Linked DNA regions of Sus scrofa: region 2 is linked to region 1. A link is a contact called in public HiChIP or PLAC-seq data. All regions are on one chromosome and are shown on one strand. Each heading gives the region's core, a stretch centred on a gene start, on an enhancer-like site or on the middle of the called end of the contact. The rest is flanking DNA. Distances are from core to core; before and after follow the strand shown.

Evidence for each region. HiChIP or PLAC-seq counts read pairs in DNA pulled down with a chosen protein or histone mark.
Region 2: an H3K27ac HiChIP or PLAC-seq map of alveolar macrophages shows a contact between it and region 1. The contact joins the promoter of FAS here to the promoter of ANKRD22 in region 1. A contact is called at or near these places in 4 of 47 Hi-C or Micro-C datasets (embryonic fibroblasts, fetal skeletal muscle, fibroblasts and 1 more) and 1 of 2 datasets of contacts at active chromatin or transcription factors (alveolar macrophages).

What each region holds. Positions count from the first base shown.
Region 1 is chr14:100,767,234-100,774,218 of Sscrofa11.1, reverse strand. ANKRD22 (ankyrin repeat domain-containing protein 22) reads left to right here and starts at 1,807. Exons shown (of 6, transcript XM_001928460.6): 1 at 1,807-2,142. The coding sequence starts at 2,122.
Region 2 is chr14:100,922,438-100,929,295 of Sscrofa11.1, reverse strand. FAS (Fas cell surface death receptor) reads right to left here and starts at 1,991. Exons shown (of 9, transcript NM_213839.1): 1 at 1,959-1,991. The coding sequence starts at 1,988.

The DNA.
Region 1 (6,985 bases), core at 558-3,057:
ATCTGACTGCAGTTGCAGAGGTGCAGGTACAATCCCAGGCCCGGCCCTATGGGTTAAAGGATCTGGCATTGCCACAGTTGTGGCTCAGATTTAGTCCCTGGCCTAGGGAACTTCCATATGCCATGGGTGTAGCCATAAAACAAAAAATAAAATAAATAGGATGGATTATGGATGGGTAGAAGAAAGGATAAAGGGACAGATATTGACAAAATATTTAGTTAAAAAAAAAAAGTTGTGGAGTTCCCGTTGTGGCGCAGTGGTTAACGAATCCGACTAGGAACCATGAGGTTGCGGGTTCGATCCCTGCCCTTGCTCAGTGGGTTAACGATCCGGCGTTGCCGTGAGCTGTGGTGTAGGTTGCAGACACGGCTCGGATCCCGCGTTGCTGTGGCTCTGGCGTAGGCCAGTGGCTACAGCTCCGATTCAACCCCTAGCCTGGGAACCTCCATATGCCGCGGGAGCGGCCCAACATATAGCAACAACAACAACAACAACAAAAAGACAAAAAGACAAAAAAAAAAAAAAAAAAAAAGTTGTAAGAATAGCTCATCGCGTTAATCAGCGGAGTAGGAAGAATTTTCCTGAATATATATGTATTATATATAGAGAGAAAGAGAGACTCAGGCCTTGGATCCTGGCCCCTGGTCTTGGCCACAAAGAACTTCAACTGATCACAAAATCACATCCATTTGCTTGGGGGTGCTTGAACACTTTCTTTCATGGGTGTGTGTGTGTGTGCAGGTGTTTTAACTCTGGGGAAGTTTAGTATTTGCTGTGATTGTGTTGAGTTCAGAGAAAATATGTGAATATTTTATATCCTATTTGGTATATAAAATGTTTACAGTGTATAAGAGATTTGGCATACTAATGTATTTGACCCAGTGACCTTGTGATTCCATTTAAAATGTGTAATAGAGTAATCGATTTTTGATTTATGATTTTAAAATTGAATATTATAAAATAATTTGACTAAATTTGAAAACACTATTAGAATGTTTAAGACAATTTAATGTTTATTACATTAGAGTAAATTTCATTTATTACATTTACAAGACTGATTAGCTGGAAAGGTTATTTCTTAGTTAAAGTGCTCATAGGAAAATCAAATATGGTGATACCATAATTGTGACCTAAACCTTTTAAGATCATTGAATTAATAGAATGTAAATGGGACTAATTCTTCCAAAAGTTTAGTTTTTTCAATATGAGTTGATCTAACTTTGCTCAGAGATGCCCTTGAAAGTGATTATGAACACATTTATGTACATAAAATATCATAGTGGATTCCCGGTGTGGCACAGTGGGTTAAGAATCTGATTGTAGTGGCTTGGGTCTCTGCAGAGGTGTGTGTTTGATCCCTGACCCAGCTCAGTGGGTTCAATGAATCGATGTTGCCGAAGCTGTGGCATAGGTCTCAGCTGCACCAGGGATTCAGTCCCCCACTGGAGAAATTCCATATGCCGCTAATGTGGCCGTAAAAAAATAATATACCTTATACATTGATTTTATTATTTTAATTTGTTTATATTAATAAAAATATCAAGGGATAATAAACTTATCTGTGCTTAAAAATAGCAAGAATCCATAGTGATGGTGTGGACGATTATTTTTCATAAAGGTCAAATCCTATGCAGACATGTATGTCTCTAACAAATAAGATTGTTTGCATGTAGCTTTTTATAATAGCCGCTGAAAACCAGATTTCATTTAGGAAATGTCCTAAACGCAGTACCCTGTTTTGAACCCTGAGTCCTTCCTGCCAGTGTGAGCACTTTCCTTCCCCTCTCATCTTTGCTTCCTTCTTTCCATGTTACCACTGGCAGAGCAGATATGACTCAGAAACCGGTTTCTCAGGGTTGTAACATTAGATGATACACCACTTGGGTCATTCATTACACTGTAAACTAATGCCCTTGTTTCATTGGGTTGGGCTCTCTGGAAGGTGTGTGGCTGCCTGGGTTACTGGAAGAAAGCTCGCAAGTGGTGGAAAGAAAGAACTTGCCACCGACCTAGGCTCCTAGGGACCTTTCTTTTGGCTGGGAAGGATTTCACTATTCATAGGAAATACCTCCAGAAGCTTCAAGAAGTTGTAGAGGTGAAGTAAGTCTGTGAAAGACCAGCATGGGAATCCTATACTCTGAGGTATGTAACTTCTCTAGAAAGAAGATTCCAAAGATGTTAAAAATCGCTGATTTGCTTCAAATGGAATCTCCTATCCCTGCTAATTAGTCTCCTTTTCTTTGACCTTTCTGTAAGAGTATGAAGTTAAAACAAAGTCCTGTGTCTAGCCTTTTTGACATTTCTAATAGTTTAAGGGAAAATTTTCTGTGAGCCTAAACCTTCAGCTAGACATGAGTAGCGTTATGTGGTATACAGGTCATGATGTCCAGATATTTGCGGGTTAATTTGTAAAATGGAGTTTATGAAAATGGAGTTAATGGAGTTGTGTTTGCTGAGGTCAAACATCCTGAGGACAAGTAAAAATTGTCCTTAGCTGGATTTTCTAAAGAAGCAAAAGATTCTAAACAAGCCTGGTTCTTTTATGGAACCGTATGTATATAGCTTGGAATTTGAAAGGAAATGCACCTCTAGCTATTACTAATAAAGACTATCCCTATATAGAAGAAGGATAAAAACAGAATATAATTTTCATATTTTGAGCTTTTGGTATTTTCATGGATATAGAAATACTTCTTCCTGTTTTGAGAGTAAGCTACCAGAATTAAATAAAATTTTTAATAGTGTTTCAAAGGAGTGTAAGAGAGTAACATTTAAACGAGAGGCTAAGAGGTGTAATGACATAGTTATTCATGGTTTGCTTCCTCTCCTCCCGTACACAAATAACCGGTCAGTCTGCATTTCATTACAGATGCTTACACGAAGTTCTTTGGGTGGTTCTTCTAATACTAAAGGCGATTTCTCAGTATTGGCAGTTATGTCTAACGCCAGGGCTGTGTGTGTGTCTGTGTGTCAGTGTCTGTGTGTGTATGTGTGTGTGCGTGTGTGTGTGTGTAGGCACAAGCACCTTTATGTAGTCAATTTGCTCTTTGATTAGTTTATAATTCTAGGTATGTCTTGCCCAGTAGGTTTAGGCTGGTGAAGAATTCACATATGTCAGGTAATATTCTAAAATGCTACTCTGGCCTTTCTTAAACCTTAGATTGCTTAAGTGCCAGGGAGAGGAACTTGTTGAAAATGCAGTTTCAAGGGCCTCCACCCAAGAAAGTCTGTTTCGCTCCGCCTGGGGTAGGGTCTAGAAACCGTTTTAGAAGAGCCTCCCAAGTGATTCTGATGTGAGCGACCAGTTTACCACCCCCCACGCCCCCCCACCCGGGGAGAAACACTGCTCTAGGCTAGTGCTTTTCAAATTTTAATGTGCATACAGATCACCCAAAGATCTTGTTTAAATGCAGATTATTATTCTGTAGAACAGGGTGGAGCCTAAGATTATGCCTTTCAACTTCCCCTATTAACTGCTGGTTCAGGACCTCGTTGTGAGCAGCCAGACTGTTGTCTAGACCCTCCCACAATAATTACTTTAAAAAAAGACGTTGTGTGAGTAGTATAATTGCTTGTTGATGGGGTGCTGATTTGGCAAGTGGTTGAGTCAAGGCAAGGCAGCATATGTTGAATTATTTATAAGTATCCATGAGAATATCCCCATAAGTGGAACGAATGTTTCACTTAACAGATATATTGAGGGGGACAAAGCAATGCAGAATATGCTATGATATTTAAAAACAAATGCAACAACCACACACCCATACACACACACAGACACAGCCTTAAAAACCCTAACTTACCTAGAGGCTCATAGGTGATTATTCAAATCTCATAATATTAAATCAAAGATAGTCCAAGGTAGTGTTAGGATAAATGGTGTTTCCATGCAACTCAGTATCACAAGTAATCCTACTTTTGAGTAACTCAAAGAGGAACTTAGACCTTGGGCTCCTATAGCATCTTATAAAAGAACAATACATTTTTAGAGAGGCGGCAAGATAAAGGAAGAGGACTTTGAGTTTCTAAGGCAGCAAATTGAGGGAAGGCAAATATGCCAGGGAGCTAGTAGAAGATAAGGCTAGTTAGTAAATGTTATTATGTAGATTACTTTGGTGCTTTCTCCGGGTTGACGAAGGTAAGTTTTGTCCTTCCTGGTAGGGAAGGAAGGGGGAGCACCTTTGCAAATTTATATCCTGCTTTTAGCTAAATAGAATGTTCTTTGTATCTGCTTCTCAATTTCCTGTCGCTCAAACTTCAGAGGTATAAATTGGGGCGCATATTCTACTATCCTTTAGAACCTTGCATTGCTAATAGTTATGCTATTTTATATATATGGCATGTATATATTCATTGAGGTATAATAACATTATGTTAGCTTCAGGTGTACAAATAATTCAGTATTTGTGTGAGTTGCAAAATGATCACCACAATAAGTCCAGTTAAAAACCGTCACCATACATAGTTACAAAATTTTTTTTGATGATAACTTTCAATATTCACTCTTAGCTGTTTTCAGGCGTGCAACACAGTATTATTTACTATAGTCACAGTGCTGTGCATTATATCCCGATGACTTACTCATTTTAAAACTGGAAATTTGTACTATTTGATCCCTTTCACCTGTTTCATACACCCTGCCCCCTGTCTCAAGCAACCGCTGATCTATTCTCTATAGTCATGTGCTCTTTTTCGTGTTTTTTAGTTTTGTTGTTGTTGTTGTTGTTGTTATTTAGATTCTACATATGAGAGCATATGTATTTGTCTTTTTCTGTCTGACTTATTTCACTTAGCATAATATCCTTAAGGTCCATTTTTGCTGCTGCAAATGACAAAAATTTGTTCCTTTTCATGGCCGAATAATTATTCCATTGTATACATTATATATATGTACCACATCTTCTTCTTCATCTTTTTTGCTTTTTAGGGCTGCACCTGTGACATATGGAAGTTCTCAGGCTAGGGTATGAATTGGAGCTACAGCTGCCAGCCTATACCACAGCCACAGCAACACAGGATCTAAGCCACATCTGCAACCTACACTGAAGCTCACATGGCAACACCAGATCCCTAACCCACTGAGTGAGGCCAGGGATTGAACCCACATCCTCATGGATACTAGTCAGATTTCTTTCCACTGTGCCACAAAGGGAACTCCAGTACCACATCTTCTTTATCCTTTATTCACCAATTGGTATTTAGGTTCTTTCTGGTATATTTTTAAGAAAGAAGAAGAGAAAAGGGAGCCTCCCAGATTCAGTCCTAAAGTCTGCAGTGGAGGGGGTGCTCCGAGCTCAGTGAGAGAGCCTTGCTTGGCATGATCACTCCCAGCTATGTAAGACAGGACTTTTAAACAGGGCTGACTCATTTAAATCCTTATCACTCATATTGACTCATTCTATTTATAATAATAACACACACTTAATGAAGGCTTATTATGTGCCTAGCTGTGTTCTCAACATTTTATGTGTATTAACTCATTTAATACTCATATCAACCGTATCAGAGTGTCCCTATGACTATCCTCAGTTTCACAAATGAAAAAACTGAGGCAAAGACAGTTTCAAGAGCTTGCCCAGAGTTATGTAGCTAAAAAGAACTTCCTGGCTACAAACTTGCATCTGGAAATATAGGGAAATTCTGCTTACAAACCTGACAAACATGCTAATTTCTTGTCCTACTGCTCTTTCTGATGGCGATGAAATATACCATAAACTAAGCTGTCTTAACCACTCTGCTTTTTTGCCAGTATTCTTCCCCACTACGATACGCTATTGCTCTTTTCCCTTCGTTAAAAAAAATAGGGTCAATTAATTCCAGGTTCCAGTGAGATACATTCTACTCCCACCCTGAAGAGAGGTGTTGCATTGCAAAGTATTACGAAATTTAGGAAGAAGGAAGATGTCAAAGAACTTAATTTATAAACCTCAGGATTTCTTATTTAGGAGACCTATAGAATCTTCTTTAGGTCCTGTTCTTGTCTGCTGGGGAAACAAGCTCTAAAAGGAATATCTACAAAATCATATTACAGTGATGTGTGCCTTTGAGCTTTGGAAAAGTCTGTCATTAAAGTTACTTATAAACAGACATACACACCCACACCCACACACTCTCTCTCTCTTAATGTTAATCCTTTAGGAATGGATCTTTTTTTCATTTTTCAGAGAGTAAGACCTTACCCTAGAAAGAGAGCACATGATTTAAAGAGGAGCAGTGTCCAGAGAAAGCCATTTAGGCTGAGTGGGGCTTTGGGGGGAGCTGGTACCAGGGGGAGGAACACTCAGGGGAGACAGAAATAGCGATGTAATGAATGGGAAGGTCATTGGATTGCAAGTCCAAAAACCCTAAGATTTAGTCCCCACTGTGCCAGGAACTTGGGGCAGTCGGGGGGAGTCATTTAACTTCTCCGAGTCAGAGTTTCGATATCTAAAAACAAGAGGGCTGGATAGGATCCAGCTTAGCACTAAACATTTTGTCATTCCACGATAAGGCAAAAGGAAAGACAAGGGCAATGGAAAAAAAAGAATCTCTCTCATAATCTTATCAACGCTCTCAATCAATTTTGTTTGAATATTGAACCCCTCACAAAATTTTGGCATTATATATTTATAATATTTATAATCTATATCGTGTATATGTGTAGTATATAACATAAACCCCAATTAGTTTCTTGATTCTTTCCTTGTGTATTTTAAGTATTTCACCAATGATAAGGCAGTCCTAAATCAAGTTTCAGGAAGGAAATGATAACTTCAGTGTATGAACAGAAACAAGAACTAAACATTTGTAAATATTGATTCACTCATTCACTCATCCATGTATTTAATCAACAACATTTTTCAATCACACACTATATTCCAGGCACATGTCAGCAGCTGGTACATAGTGAGAAATACATAAAAGTGGATCTTGACCTCTTGGAGCTACTAATGCAAAATGAATATACAAATTGAAAAAAAAAATAATGATAATAGTGAAAGGAGGA
Region 2 (6,858 bases), core at 742-3,241, 150 kb before region 1:
CACAATATTATAGGTATTATAATAATATGCATATATAAACACATGTACATATATATATGCATATGTGTCTGTATACACGTGTGTGCATTCTTTTAGAAAAGCACTTTCCTTGGTGCTTTTTTTTTTGGTCTTTTTTTTTGCTATTTCTTGGGCCGCTCCCGAGGCATATGGAGTTTCCCAGGCTAGGGGTCGAATCAGAGCTGTAGCTGCCAGCCTATGCCAGAGCCACAGCAACGCGGGATCCGAGCCGCATCTGCGACCTACACTACAGCTCACGGTAACGCCGGATCGTTAACCCACTGAGCAAGGGCAGGGAGCGAACCCGCAACCTCATGGTTCCTAGTCGGATTCGTTAACCACTGCGCCACGACGGGAACTCCTCCTTGGTGCTTTAAACTTGCCCATCTGGTAAAGATGTTATAAGTATAAAAGTTAAGCATAGCTCTGGGCGTTGATACCTTTGCTATGCTTACCAGCATTGTTGTCCCAAGACCTAAGAGAGATTTTCAAAACAACTAACACTGCAATAAGGCCACGGTTAATGATAAAGAGAAGAGTGTGGTCTGAGGTTGCATAAATGGTTTCTCAATTTTGAATCTTAAATTTTCTTGGAGGAAATTTCTAAAGGAGCCCAAATATGGTACATAATTTCTGAAAAATTCAGGGAGAATTCTTTTGTTTTTCTCCCCAATCTAAGATGGTTCCGGACATCACTGATTTTTCCTTTCAATTCTTGGTGTAATCTGGACATCAGGTGCAATCAACAAATGCCCAGGCTTTGGAATTGGGCCTAAATTAAATTCCAGCTCTGCCACTTACTGGTTGCACTCGGTCGAATTACCTAAGCTTTCTGCACCCCGTTTCGCCATCTGTAAAATGAATGTGAGGACATCTTCCTTACCTTGCAGCCGCTGCTGAGAATTGACTGTGATCACGTTTATAAACACTTCTATCACAGTGCCTGGCACTTTGGTGGGGCCAGCAAAATAAGAAGGCATTGCCTTTCAGAGAATTTGGAACTCAAATGAAACCAAACGTCTTTAATTAGCGACCATCAAGGTGGCATTTCCGAGGCAGGGACTCAAAAAGAGGTGGCTGCTGCTTAGGCTTCTAGGCCAAGTACCGGCTCCAGGCTCGCCACCCTGCGCAGGCGCGGTGGCAGTGGGTACCACCGCTTGAGCAGTGGGGGCAAGGTTCCTTCCCTCCCCGAGTTCAGCAAACTAAAGTGAAGAACAGGACGTTAAAAAATAAATAAATAAATAAAGGCCAAACCTAAGGTCGTGACTTACGATCGGTAGGAGAGGGATTCCCGGAAGGGAAACAGTTTCTTTTTCTGTGTCGTGATAAGAAGGTAAACAAACCTCTTGAGGCGCATTCAGCCCCAAGATAACCTTTTCAAGAAAGAAACAGTGACGTCCAAAGCCTCGGGTTTAACCATTGCCTCGGGACTGATTTACTCCCTAAATTTGTGACACGTTCAGAAAACGTGTCTTCAGAGAGCTCATATTCTCACCGTCCCACAGCTCACACATACACCCGCGCAGAGGAGGACCTTTGTGGTGACATGTAAGGACTTGTCCAGACGATCCCCTCCTCTCTCGGGTAGGGCTCTCCCTCTGGCGACCCCCAAACATCCCAAGTCCCCGCCTGCCCCCGGCTCCCACCTCTCTCCGCGCCGCGAACAGGGCCCCCTGGGGCCGCGCGGTGCTGTTTTGCCTGCCGCGCAGGATCGCCGCTTCTCCTCCAACCCCAGGAAAGACGCGTTCCCCGGTTTCCTGAGACCTCGCCCTCAAGGAAAGTCCTAGCAGCCCTGAAAAGCCAGACTGCCAAACACCAGCCAAGCCCGGACGCCCACGCGCATCCCCTTAAGGTCATCGGAGCGCGTCCTGCGCGCTCCTCTAAGCGCCAACCTCTTGACCCAGCGGGGAGAGGCCCCCGCTAGGCAGGAGAGGACTTACCAGTGACAGGAGAACCCAGATCCCGGACATGGCTGTGGAGCCTCTCCAACTGCTAGCAGAGCAGGTCACACACCCCGTGAGAAGTGACAGTCCCGCCCTGCCCCTCCCCGCGCTCCAGCCAGCTCAGGAGTAAGTTCCCCGCCAAGGGCCCGCCCCCCGCGCTCAAGCCCAGTTACTTCTCCAGCCGCTTTCTTTTCTCCAGAAGCGTCTCAGAACACCTGCGTGTGGCTCTTCTGAGAGACCAGAAAAGACCTAAAGAAATGCCCCCGGGCCCTGGGGAGGAGGAGGGGAGTGGGGTGGCAGAGGAAGCTTTTCTGGGGAACGCCGGGTTTGGGGAAGGCGCCTTTGATTCAGCAACTCAGCCTGGGCGCGGGGGTGGCGGGACGTGGTGGGGGGTGGAAGAGCGGAGAGAGAGTCAGAGTCAGGGTTTGTTGCACAAATGGGCATTCCCCGTTGGGGTTGTTTCCGCTGGCATGTCTGGTTCAGGTGAGAACCCTGAGAGCCGGCTTGCTGTCTTTGCTACACTCTTTTGCCATTCAAACGGGGAAGGCTGGGGAGGGCTAGGGTACAGAGCGCAGACTTCCCGCCTCCTTGCAGGAGCCAGGGCCAACTGCCGGGAACTCAGAGAAGACCCAGCCTTCACTCAGCTCCGCGTGCCTGTAGGGGTGGGAACAGGAGAGTCTCACAGGAGCGCCGGACTAGTGTTTTGGTAGTGACAGTTATCAAACGAAAAGCTTCAGAGTGTGTGCTCTGGAGATTCTGAAGAGGGAGCACCCCTTGGCTTTTATTTCTCTAGAGGAGAGGGAGGCTAACTCCTATGACAAATCACACAGTTCCAGCCCTATTAGAAGTTCGCAATTACTTCCTCTCCTTTGTTACTCATTATTTCCTCTCTAATTTTCTTTAAAAAAAAAAAAAAAAGCACTTTTAGTGCTTTGGTTAACACTCACTCAAAGTCACTATTGTTTTGGAAAAGATGATCTGTTTAGCTAGTTCTGCAAGGATTTTACAGAAGGGAAGTTTGTATAATGGCATCATTAATGAGCATGTTTCTGAAAGTAGTTCCTAAGCTGGGAACAGATGCAGGGGTCAGTATCTCTGGCAACGTCCACATAGCTCTGCATCTCACTCTGTTGCCCATTAAGAATCTCCTTCCCCTCCTTCGGCCTGACCTGGCACTGGCTTGTTCCTTATCCGTCAGATTCCCTCTTGGAGGACATTTTCTTCTGCCAGCCTTTCCAGGCTCTAAAGCCTGGGTTAGGTCACTTTCCTAAATACTTTCACTGACCTTGTGTTTTGCCCTGCAGGATGGCCAAGTCTTGTAGGTGTTGCTTTGCCTATCTCTGCCTCAGCTCCCAACAGACTGTTAGTGAGGGTTATGAAGAAGACTCTGGCCCGAAGTTCCCATTGTGGCACAGGGGAAATGAATCTGACTAGGAACCAGGAGGTTGCGGGTTTGATCCCTGGCCTTGCTCAGTGGGTTAAGGATCTGGTGTTGCCCTGATCTGTGGTCTAGGTCGCAGATGTGGCTTGGATCCTGTGTTGCTGTGGCTGTGGTATAGGCTGTAGCTCCAATTCGACCCCTAGCCTGGGAACCTCCATATGCTGCGGGTGAGGCCCTAAAAAGCAAACAAAACAAACAAACAAAAAAGAAGACCCTGGCTGGCCAGTCCTGTTCCTACAGATCATAGCACAAAACAGAAGTGAATGGGTGGTGGCAGATGGGGGAGGGTGGAGTGGGATGGTTATGGAGACTCTGTGTCTGTGTTATCTCTGCAACATTTCTATAAACCTGAAACTATTCTGAAATTAAGATTTATTGAAACAAATCATAAAAAGAAGGAAGGAAAGAAAGGAGGGAGGAAGAGAGAAAGGAAAGGAGAAAAGAGAGAGAGAGGACAATTGACAAAATCAACATCTCTTATGAGTGCACCAGCAACTTTTACAAATGGTTTTTCCTTATTTAATATTTACCATTTTAGCCCAGTGAGGTAGATGATTATTAAACTTACTTTACACATAAAGAATTGGAGCCAAAAAAAGTTTAAGCAACATCGGCGGTTTCATTAGTCAATAAATAGCAAATCTAACAATTACATTTAGATATTCTTGTTCCTGAGGCCCTGCACTGCCTAAGATCCTCCCCATCAACACACACACCTAATTCCCTTCAAGTTCAACAAAATAATAATCTATGCCTCGTGGGGAGAAATGTGATTGATGAGCAAAGGAATGTAGAAAATTTGGGGTTGACTTAAACAGCTCTCTTAATCCAAGGCTTCTCAGAGCCTTTAACATGCTCATCTGCATTGTGAATTAGGGGCTATGATATACACTGTTCCCCAGGCTTCTTGTCTTGTTTATGGAGTCCTTGGAAGAACACCTACTGAATGAACACTTTATGGATGCTTGTGTTCTGGGGAGAACAGTTGAGACATCTCTAAAGGTCATTTTTATTTATTTATTTTATTTCGTTTTCTTTTTAGGGCCTCAGCTGCAGCATATAGAAGTTCCCAGGCTAGGGGATGAATCAGAGCTGCGGGTGCCGGCCTGCACCACAGCCACAGCAACTCGGGATCCGAGCCACATCTGTGACCTACACTGCAGCTTGCAGCAATGCCGGATCCTTAACCCACTGAGCGAGGCCAGGGATCAAGCCAAACTATGTCAGCTATGTCAGGTTCTTAACCCACTGAGCCACAATGGGAATTTCGTTATTGTTATTTATTTATTTATTTGCTTTTTAGGGCTGCACCTGCGGCATATGGAAGTTCTGGGCTAGGGGTTGAATCCGAGCTTCTGCTGCTGGCCTATGCCACAGCTGCAGCAATGCGGGATCTGAGCCTCGTCTGTGACCTACACCACTGCTCATGGCAGTGCCAGCCAGATCTTTAACCCACTGAGCAAGGCCAGGGATTGAACCTGTATCCTCAAGGGTACTAATCTGGCTCATTATCACTGAGCCACAACAAGAACTTCCAAGAACTCCATTATTTTTATTTTAATAACACATTCCTAAGGGCCTCCAAGGGCAAAGAAATACAATTTTAATGATGGAATTTTGGGCGCTCTACCAGATGTGGGAGATATTTTGGCATCCATCTGTATTTTACTCAACCATGCCATATAAGTTCAAGCTTGTCTCTTCTACTCTAAAGATATCCTTGCTATTGAACATTTCATTTCAAACAACATTTAAACATGCATCTTCCTGGAGTACCCATTGGGACTCAGCTGTAACAAATCCAACTAGTATCCATGAGAATGAGGTTTTGGTCCCTGGACTTGTTCAGTGGGTTAAGGTTCTGGTGTTATTGTGAACTGTGGTGTAGATCACAGATGCAGATTGGATCCTTCATTGATGTGACTGTGGTGTCGGTGGTAGAGGCAGCTTGGATCTGGCATTGCTGTGACTGTGGTATAGGCTGGTGGCTACAGTTCTGATTTGACCTCCTAGCCTGGGGATTTCCATATGCCGCAGGTGTGGCCCCAAAAAGACAAAAAATAAATAAACATATCTCTTCCTATTTTAAAAAGCTGGGAAGGGAGTTCCCTAATGGCTTAATGAGTTAAGGGTCTGGCATTGTCACTGCTATGGCTCTGGTTTCAGCTGTGGCATGGGTTCCATCCCTGGCCCAGAAACTTCTACATGCTGCAGGTACAACCAAAATAATAATAATAAAGCTGGGAGGAAGAAAACCCTCAATATCTTTTAACCCCCAAGATAACTTTTATTTCTTCTCCTCTAATATTTTAAAAGTCATTGTCAACCAAAATGCCCTTACTAAATAGCAACAAATTGATTTTAATACCCTCTCTGCATGTACATTCATGAATACCCTACATTTTTTCCCCTTCTTCCTGGTAATAGCACCTCTGAGCTGCCTTTGAAAAAATTGTTCCTCTTCCTCCTTCTTAGCTATTTGATGTGTGTGGCTGTATTAGTTGGGGTTCTCTAAAAAAATAAGACCAATAGGATATATATAGTTATAGCTATAGATAGGGCAATCTATAGAGTTCCATCTATCAATAGATAGATAAATAGATAGATAGATAGATAGATAGATAGATAGATAGATAGATAGATAGATGTATACATAGAGAGAAAGATGTATTTTAAGGGATTGTTTTATGTGATTATATAGGCTGGCAAGTCCAAAATCTACTAGGGTAGGCTAGCAGGCTGGAAACCCAGGGGAAAACTGCAGCTCGCCTCTAAAAGCCATCTGTTGGCAGAATTCTCTCTCTCTCAGAAGACGTCAAGCCTTTTCTTAAGGCCTTCAACTGATTGGTTGAGCCCCACACACTTAATGGCAGACAACTTCTTTACTCAAAATCTACTGTTTTAAATATTAATTCCATCCAAAAAATATACCTAGACACACCTATAATAGCACCAAACACTTGGCAACTGTGGCCTAGTCAAGGGGACACATAGACTTAACCACCACGGTGGCACTGACACCAATCCCAGGGCCTGTGCCTGTACGTAGCCGGAGAGGGGGACCGGGAGTTCCACTTGGTTAAGGCAACTGGCCCATCGTTTGGTTGTGAGCTTTGCTGGAAGCAGCAGAACACAGATTCTTTTTTTTTTTTTTTTTTCTTTTCTCCACTGTATTTGAAGTGGGAATATTTGAGGTGTTGAACTGATGAGGTTGTGAAGAGAGCTTGTGTATCTGCAAGAGCGGAAGGCAGAGTCAACCCACGCTGAGAGGAAAACCACACTAAGAGGCCAAGCCTGGCAGTATCAACCGAGACCTGGGTTGATTTAGTCCTGAAATCGAAACCTAGATTACCTGCTGTTACTCAGCTCAATACGTTCTCAATGTTTGCTTAAGCGGAATTCTTACGGCTAAAAGAATCTTAACTAATATGTCGTCAGAACTTAAGATCAGCATAA